3 separate regions of the Sus scrofa genome follow, and regions 1 and 3 are each linked to region 2. Evidence: chromatin contacts called from public HiChIP or PLAC-seq data. All regions are on one chromosome and are shown on one strand. The core of a region is the stretch at or near the end of the contact, and the rest is flanking DNA. Distances in the headings are between cores, read along the strand shown.

Evidence for each region. HiChIP or PLAC-seq counts read pairs in DNA pulled down with a chosen protein or histone mark.
Region 1: a contact with region 2 is called in an H3K27ac HiChIP or PLAC-seq map of alveolar macrophages. The contact joins two enhancer-like sites. A contact is called at or near these places in 1 of 47 Hi-C or Micro-C datasets (embryonic fibroblasts) and 1 of 2 datasets of contacts at active chromatin or transcription factors (alveolar macrophages).
Region 3: an H3K27ac HiChIP or PLAC-seq map of alveolar macrophages shows a contact between it and region 2. The contact joins two enhancer-like sites. A contact is called at or near these places in 1 of 47 Hi-C or Micro-C datasets (embryonic fibroblasts) and 1 of 2 datasets of contacts at active chromatin or transcription factors (alveolar macrophages).

What each region holds. Positions count from the first base shown.
Region 1 is chr1:261,425,618-261,428,317 of Sscrofa11.1, reverse strand. It overlaps the pseudogene LOC110259667. Among named protein-coding and RNA genes, the nearest start is that of STOM, 19 kb to the right of the region's middle. Within about 2 kb of position 1,402, at least 4 of the 83 cell types and tissues checked have an H3K27ac peak or open chromatin away from gene starts, as enhancers often do. A contact at or near this core is called in alveolar macrophages, where this site is marked.
Region 2 is chr1:261,065,346-261,068,045 of Sscrofa11.1, reverse strand. C5 (complement C5) reads left to right here. Exons shown (of 41, transcript NM_001001646.1): 6 at 217-299; 7 at 2,572-2,662. Among named protein-coding and RNA genes, the nearest start is that of C5, 22 kb to the left of the region's middle. Within about 2 kb of position 1,320, at least 1 of the 83 cell types and tissues checked has an H3K27ac peak or open chromatin away from gene starts, as enhancers often do. A contact at or near this core is called in alveolar macrophages, where this site is marked.
Region 3 is chr1:261,350,801-261,353,500 of Sscrofa11.1, reverse strand. All of the region lies in intron 4 of GSN (a long non-coding RNA gene), which reads right to left. Among named protein-coding and RNA genes, the nearest start is that of STOM, 56 kb to the left of the region's middle. Within about 2 kb of position 1,255, at least 3 of the 83 cell types and tissues checked have an H3K27ac peak or open chromatin away from gene starts, as enhancers often do. A contact at or near this core is called in alveolar macrophages, where this site is marked.

The sequences.
Region 1 (2,700 bases), core at 153-2,652, 360 kb before region 2:
ATCTTTTCCTGGACAAGTGACTCAAATTTTGATTCCTGAGGTATCCTAGCCTGCTTTATTTTTTGAAACTTAATAACTGGGCATGTAAAAGGAAGATTCTAGACTCTGTGTAAACCTCACTTACAGCAGTTAACTCTAATTTACCTTTGATAACCACTGCCAATAACATCAACCAATACTAGAAGCCTAATTTCTCTAGCTGTGAATTGCGTTTTTTGACTGATCACAATGTTTTATGAAACATAGCAATAGTACCAAAAACAAAGGCATTCAATGATTCCACAGATTATATCAATGGTAGAATTATGACAAAAAAAGAAATGGCAAATAATGCAGATTAAATGTCAGTTTTAATAATTAAGAAATGTTTTCCCCAAGGCTTCCAGATAAAGATGGCAAGTTCAACATAATAATTCAATTTCACTTCCTCTGAAATTCCACTAAAACCACAGTAAAGGTATATTTTTAAAACCCATAAACTCATAAATCCAGAAAGAAGAGAAAAGGAGACAACAGCAATAAAACTGTGGACACTGGAATGCAGAAAAAGTGACTTCGAATATAGTGGGAAAAGCCAAGAACTAAGTTGATGTGTATCACAGACTCTTCCAAAGGCTCAGGAGCTAAGTGGACTTCCAGAAGTGGGAGGTGGGGAGTAGTAAGAAGGGATATTAAATAAGCAATGATAGAATACAGATATGTTTTGGGGGTTCTTTTGGTCTTTTTAAGGGCCTACCCCCAGCATATGGAAGTTCCCAGGCTAGGGGTTGAATCAGAGCTGTAGCTGCTGGCCTGCACCACACCCACAGCCACAATAATGTGGATCCGAGCTGCATCTGCCACCAACACCACAGCTCACAGCTCACAGTGGATCCTTAACCCACTGAGCAGGGCCAGGGATCCAACCCGCGTCGTCATGGATATTAATCAGGTTTGTTACCTCTGAGCCACAATGGGAACTCCATGAATGCAGTTTTAAAATACATTCCCCACCCCTAGAGGAGTGCTGGCTGGGCTTGGTGACTTTCTTCCAAAAAACAGGGTATGGAAAGAAAGATACAAGTAACTAGAGAAACCAGAGACACCACTTTAGCCAAGTGAGCACTCAGGGTTAAGGTCACCAGTCATAAGTCGTGTTGCTGTCATGGACTCCTGATAGGATACAATGAAAAAGGCAGTTCATCCCTGTGACTTTCTTCCTCCATATTCCTGATGTAATCATGGCAAACCCAAACATTAGGCAAACTCAAATTGAAGGACAGCCTATAAACTACCTGACCAGGACTCTTCAAAACCGCCAAGACCATGGAAGACAAAGAAAAAACTGTCACAGCTTGGAGACCAAGGGAGCATGATTACTGAATGCAGTGTAATATCCTGAAACAGAGAAAGGGAACTGGCGAAAAAACTGTTGAAATCCAAATAAAGTCTGCGGTGATGTTTTCACAGTGTTGCACTCACGGCAATTTCTTGGTTTTGGTAAATGCCGCTGGATTATGGAAGATATTACCATTCAGGGAAGCTTGGGGAAGAGTATACCCAAGCCTGTACCATCTTTGCAAATTTTTGTAAATCAAAATTATTTCAAAATAAAAAAATTTTAAATATTAAAAAAAAAGAAAAGGAGCTAGAGTGCTAGCTCCCCTCCCTCATGGTATTAACTCCTACAGAAAACTGGAACTGGTGGCAGAATGATGGAACAGCTGTGGGAACAGGTACCCAACTGGGAAACAGGAGGACCATCTAAGCATGTGGACACTGAATGATAAAAGCCAGTACCAGCCTTAGAACTGGGCGCATGGGCCCCACTAGTTAAGAGAGCCCCACCTATCAGAGAGATAGAGAAAATAAGTTCATGAAAGACCATATGGGTATCCTTATCAAGTCGCCGCACTCAGCACTGGCATAGTACCATCTGTAACTTTAAATATGTCCCTTTTGTGCCTCTAACTTCATTTGAGCCCCAGGGAGATGCTTCTCTACATCTCTTGCTCTTGTCCTCCTTTCTCCTCTAAATAAAAGGTGACTGTTCCTGAATGCTGTGTAGGTGTGTGGGTTGTGCTCTTATGTCAGACAGACTTTGCTATGGAAAGAATGTGAACAGCAGAAGCACTTCGCTAAGAGAAAATACAAATTAATTAGTTTGACAAATCGTTCTGAGAGCCTGTGTGAAATAGATACTTATGTATTAAATTCTCAGAGCATCGGATGTCCATTTTTTTTATTTCATTTTGAATTCCAGTTGGAGGATCCAGTGACATTCGCTAATTAACATACTATTCAGCACCATTATGCATGACAGCTGAGAAACATTTTGCAGTATTAAATAATTCATATTACTTTTTTTGGCTGTGCCCACAGCATATGGAAGTTCCCAGGCCAGGGGTCAAACCCAGCACCTCTACAATGACCTGAGCCACTGCAGAGACCACATCAGATCCTTAACTTGCTGCATCACAGCGAGAACTCCCATATTACTCTCTTGATGTTGTTTTATTTTTTTAATTTTTTATTATAGTTGATTTACAATCCCATATTACTTAAGTCTGTGTGTACATATATCTAGATGTAGAAAGTGTGAAGTGAACTGTATATTTCACAGTGAATGATGGATAGTGATTCTAGGATTGCTATTTGTTTTACTTTTACAAAATTTTTAACGATTTAAATAAAATGTTAAATTTGAATTACCAGACAAGC
Region 2 (2,700 bases), core at 71-2,570:
GCTTCCCGCCTGCACTACAGCCACAGATATGAGCTGCATCTTCGACCTGCACCACAGCCATGGCAATGCCGGATCCTTAACCCACTGAGTGAGGCCAGGGATCGAACCTGCATCCTCATGGATGCTAGTCAGATTAGTTTCTGCTGAGCCACGATGGGAACTCCTGAATTAAAATATTTGATAACTTCTGTAACTTTCAATATTTTGTTTCCATAGATATGGTGTTTGGACAATTCAAGCTAAGTATAGAGAAGACTTCTCAACAACTGGAACTGCATATTTTGAAATTAAAGAATATGGTAATTTCTCATAATTAAAAGTTTACCTATAAAGAGTTAATGTTTTTACAATAATTCATTTCATGATTGCAGTTAATGCAAAATCACTCCTAGATGAAGATGAGGCAATTTGCTGGCATGGATAGAAGTGCTGGTAGAAGGGGAGGGAGGAGTGCAGGCTGTCCTAATGCATAGGCTCTAGATTTAGCTGCCTTTCTTAATTTTGACAAGCAGAGCAACTTCTCTGGACTTGTCTTCCTCATAGAACCCCAAGAAACCTCGTCCCCAGAGGATTTAATGTCCTTTGCAGAATTATGATTTTAGGAGAAACTTAAATAATCAGTTCAGGTGAGTGGAACCCAGTAAGATTAACAGATGATTTACTCAATTCATTACAACCAATTATTGACAACAAGAACATTTGGATTTCCTTGCTCCTAGTCCAGTGCTATTTTTTTTCTGGATCACAAAAACAGTAAGATATTCTTATTTTTAAGTCAATCATAATGGACTAATAATTAACCTATAAATAGTTTAATCTTTCTGTTTCTTGTAGTTGTTTACTGGAGTATTTGTGTGCTCTGGTATCACATTTAACTTTCTTTTGCTTGACCTCATTTTTTTAATTCCCCAGGAGATACATAATAATATGGCAAATAAATACACAAATTTTAACAATTAACAAATAAATAGTGGCAAAGTAAATTTGTTACAATGAAACTCGATTTTAAAGGTTATAGGCTCTAAATAACATATAATCCTAAAGGATCCCCCTTCCCCCAAGTGTTTGTGCTGCTTCTATATATATCTAAAATCCATTTGCCTCTTATTATCTGCAGCTACCATCAATTTCAACACCAGACTCCATCCTGGACTGCTGCAAAAAACCCCTAATTGTTATCTCTGCTTCCAAACTATTCTCACTTGGTATTAGTCAAAACAGTTTTGAAATGTTTTGAAATGTCATGGTGTTTCACTATTGAAAAATCCCCAGTACTTCCTCATTCCTTCCTCCTCTTCAGCCTCATTTATACTCCTCCAGTAATGGTGACTTTGCATATGATGTTCCATCTGCCTACTACTATGATGTTTCCCCTTCCTCTTGTCTAGCCCATTCCTACTCACCTTTCAAGTCACAGCTGAAAATGCATTTATTCAGTGATATTTTCCCTGAATTCTCTTTCCCAGGAAGGATTCCCTATAATATTTACATCAGTTTTCATATCTGTTGTTTAGGTGTTTATGTGTGTAATTATTTGCTTATGCTTGTTTTCCCTGCTAGACTATGAGCTCACTAAGGGCAGGGTTTGTGTTTGTCTCGTTTACTGGTATATTCCTGTTGGTAGGAATATACAGACTACATGGCAAGTATACTGGATGAAAGAATGAAATATTTTCCTCTTTTTCATATCTGCCTTGATCTTTAATAACATAGGAACACAGCCCAGAGCAACAAATTGCATTGCTCTTTTACTTCTGTTTTTCCCTATCTAGAAAACATATAAGCTGTATCTCAAACCAACTATATCACTTATTCTCGTATGCAAATCTTTGTCTACAATATCAAGGTCATATAATCATCCAATTTTCTACTAACTGTTGTGCAGCTTAATAGAACTAGAATCTGTAAGCCTTAGTACAAAATCTGATTTAGTATAAAGAGAAGACAGTGCAATTTTGACAAGGGAAATTGTTTTCTCTTGGGCAATAAAGATACCAAAGAGATGGAAAAAAAAAAAAAAAGAATTCCTTCCTTTCTGCCCTAATGTTTAACTTTGCACAAAAATTTTTTTTTGTAGCTAATTGTAAGCTCTCTCTTCTTGGCTAAAGTGAGAGTTTTATGTAGGAATTTGGAGACTGGATGGATTTTTGTCTACTAGACAAAAAAGAAAATGTAAATAAGCAAGAATTTTCTTTTTCCATTTTTAATTTAATAAACATCTGTTGAGCATATATTATTTTTATAACTTATGAGAAGGATGCGGGGGGAGCATATAAAATAGTCTTTTTTATTTCAAGGAGCCCATCCTCTTGTGGAGGAGATAATCAACTGACTATAATAAGTGCTGAAATCAAAGTACGAAGTACTTCTAGTACGTAGAGGATGGATTGACCTCTGATTGGTAGAGTGGGAGGCTTCCCAAAATATTGCTGTTGATGATGATAATGATGACAGAGTGGATTTTGTGTTAATGTCACAGCTTATCCAACTATACCAGAAAGTACAGTTGGTTGCTAAGCTTTAAAGGCTACTCTAATTTAAATGGTAATGTTGCCTTTTTTTTTTTTTCAGTGTTGCCACATTTTTCTGTCTCAATAGAACCAGAAAATAATTTCATTGGTTATAAAGATTTTAATGACTTTGAAATTACTGTAAAAGCAAGGTAAGGAAATCTTTTTTTTTTTTCTTTTCTTTTTTTTT
Region 3 (2,700 bases), core at 6-2,505, 290 kb before region 2:
CTTTACATAGAACTTCCCTACTTTACTGAATCCAGAACTGCTTTTCTCCTTCACATCTTGCCTGCAATCTGCTTGCAGTGTTCTGCAAAACCCACTTTGAGAAGCCCTCGTCCAATGCTTTCCCATCCTTCAAGGCTCTCTAGGAGGACTGCTCCAGCCGAAACCATCCTCTGCCCTCCTCGACAGTGCTGCAGCAAGTCCCACTCAGCTGTGCCTTCAGAGGCAGCTGCAGGTAAGCGACAGAGCACCAACCTCAGGTTCAAGTCCCTGTCCTGGCACTACAGTGCTGGGTGACTTTGGGTAAGTCTCTTTCCCTCTCTGAGCCTCACGCCTCTCCCTTCTGCAATGGTGACATAAGCTTCTGCAGTGCCACCCCCTGTAGTGGGCACCAAGTCCCAGGGAATCTCAGGAAGGCTTCCTTTCAGGGGTCAAAACTGTCCTTGGTTCAGCAAAAGGCCAAGTAAAGTGGGCTGGGCTTCCTCATGAGCAGTCCCCAGCCCCAGTGCTCAGGGATCCCAGGCCCCAGGCCTCAGGGACATCAAATCAGAGCTGAGAAGGTCCTTACAGAGCTCCTCATTTTACTCATGAGTAAAATGAAGCCCAGAGATGTGAAGTGACCTACTCAACGGCACTCAGCAAGCGTGTGGCAAAGCTAAGGAGTAAAACCTTGCCTCTTGTTCACGATCTGGCACACGCCACCCTGGCAGCTAAGACCAGACGCGTCTCCCTGGCCACTAAAGCCAGAAATGTGGCCATCTCCTCCAGGCCTCTGGCTGCTGTCTCACTTTGCAGAGTGAAGCCAAGTCTGACTGGCTGCACTGAGCCCACGAGGGCAGGGACAAAGGGAGAGAGGATAACCGGGTTCCCCTTAGGGCTACACACAACAGTGAGCCATACAGAAGTGATTGTGAAATGATAATGCCTGCTGGGCTGGCATTTTGCATGTGTCATCTCTGAGGGGGGTGTCATTATCCCCATCTTATGAGGATGAGGAAAGCAGATCCCAGAAGTGAAGAGACTGGCCCAAGATCTCAAAGCTAGTAAATGGTGGAGTTAGAATTCAAACTCAGGTGTGACTAAGTCTGTAAGGCCCACTTTCCCCCCCCAACATCAGGTGTTCTTAGAGTGAACATTACTAGGGTCACCCAGGAAGGGAGGCAGGAATAATCAATCCACTGTTCAGAGCAAGCTCGATCAAGTAAAAAATGTGGTGGTGTGGTTTTCCCTCCTGTTGTGAGCTGAGCGCCCCCTGGTGTCCTTTCTAGGTACCAGCATGAGGCTTTCAAGAGCATCCCCTTGGGCTCAGCAGGGTGGCCAAGGTATTCACAGAGCCTTTCTTTCCACCTGCCTTCAGGGGCCCTCCTGCTGGGGAGCAGTAAGGAAGGGCAGCTGGGGAAGATGCAATACCCTGTACTCACTTGGTAATGACTGCAGAGGCTTCCTCGTACTAAGCCCCATGCTTTGTGGCACCTGCTTTGTGGATATGCAATGTGGTCCCCACAAGACCCTGAGTTAGTGACTCCCTTTACCCCACTTCTCAGGCAAGGAAACTGAGGTCAGACCCCATGCCCAGGGTCCTAGCGAACTGGGGGAATATTTACCCTGAAGTTTGCCCTTCCAGGGACCAGCCTCCCACAAGTCTGCTAGCCCAGGAACTCCTGAGAGTCTGTGGGCAGCACTGAGCCTGGGACCTCATTCAACTAGAGATAAAGAGACAGTGGATCTGAAAAGTTTTTCCAAAAGATACTAGACAGACACACAGACCATTTCCATGGATTCCTCAGAGAGGAGGAAACGGGGGAAAGAGGGAAGAGAAAAATCTTTAAAACTTTTTTTATACATCTCTAGAATATTTTACTTGTTCAAGTGTACATTTATTCTTGGGGATTTTTGTTTGGTTTTGTTTTGTTTTGTTTTTTGTTTTGGGGGGGTTGTGTTCTTTTTAGGGCCATACCCACAGCATATGGCAGTTCCCAGGCTAGGGGTCTAATCGGAGCTACAGCTGCCGGCCCACACCACAGACACAGCAATGCGGGATCCCAGCCAAGTCTACGACCTATACTACAGCTCACAGCAACGCCAGATCCTTAACCCACTGAGTGAGGCCAGGGATCGAATCTGCGTCCTCACGGATACTAGTCAGATTAATTTCTGCTGAGCCACGATGGGAACTTCACAAGCATTTATTCTTTATTGAAAAATAGAGGGAGCTCCTGTTGTGGCTCAGCCATAATGAACCTGACTAGCATCCATGAGGATGTGGGTTTGATCCCTGGTCTTGCTCAGTGGGTTAAAGGTCTGGTATTGCCATCAGCTGTGTCGTAGGTCACAGATGCAGCTCGGATCCCACGTTGCTGTGGCTGTGGTATAGGCTGGCAGCTGTAGCTCTGATTTGACCCCTAGCCTGTGAACTTCCATATGCTGCACAATCAGTCCTAAGAGCAAAAAGAAAAAAAAAAATATAGAAACTTTCTTTTAAAAAAGGAAAAAGATTGTTCAATGTCATAAATCTCAGTTCCAACAAATTCTTTTCTGTGAATTTATAAATTAAAAAAATACTTGATTTCTAGTGAATGTGGACAGGCATTTCCTGATTAACTCCTCTAATCTTACTGATCTAGGAAATTAGACTTGGAGAGATTAGTTAACAAAAATGAAAGTAAGCTCTTAGGAGACGTTTGCAGATCGCCAAGTACAAGC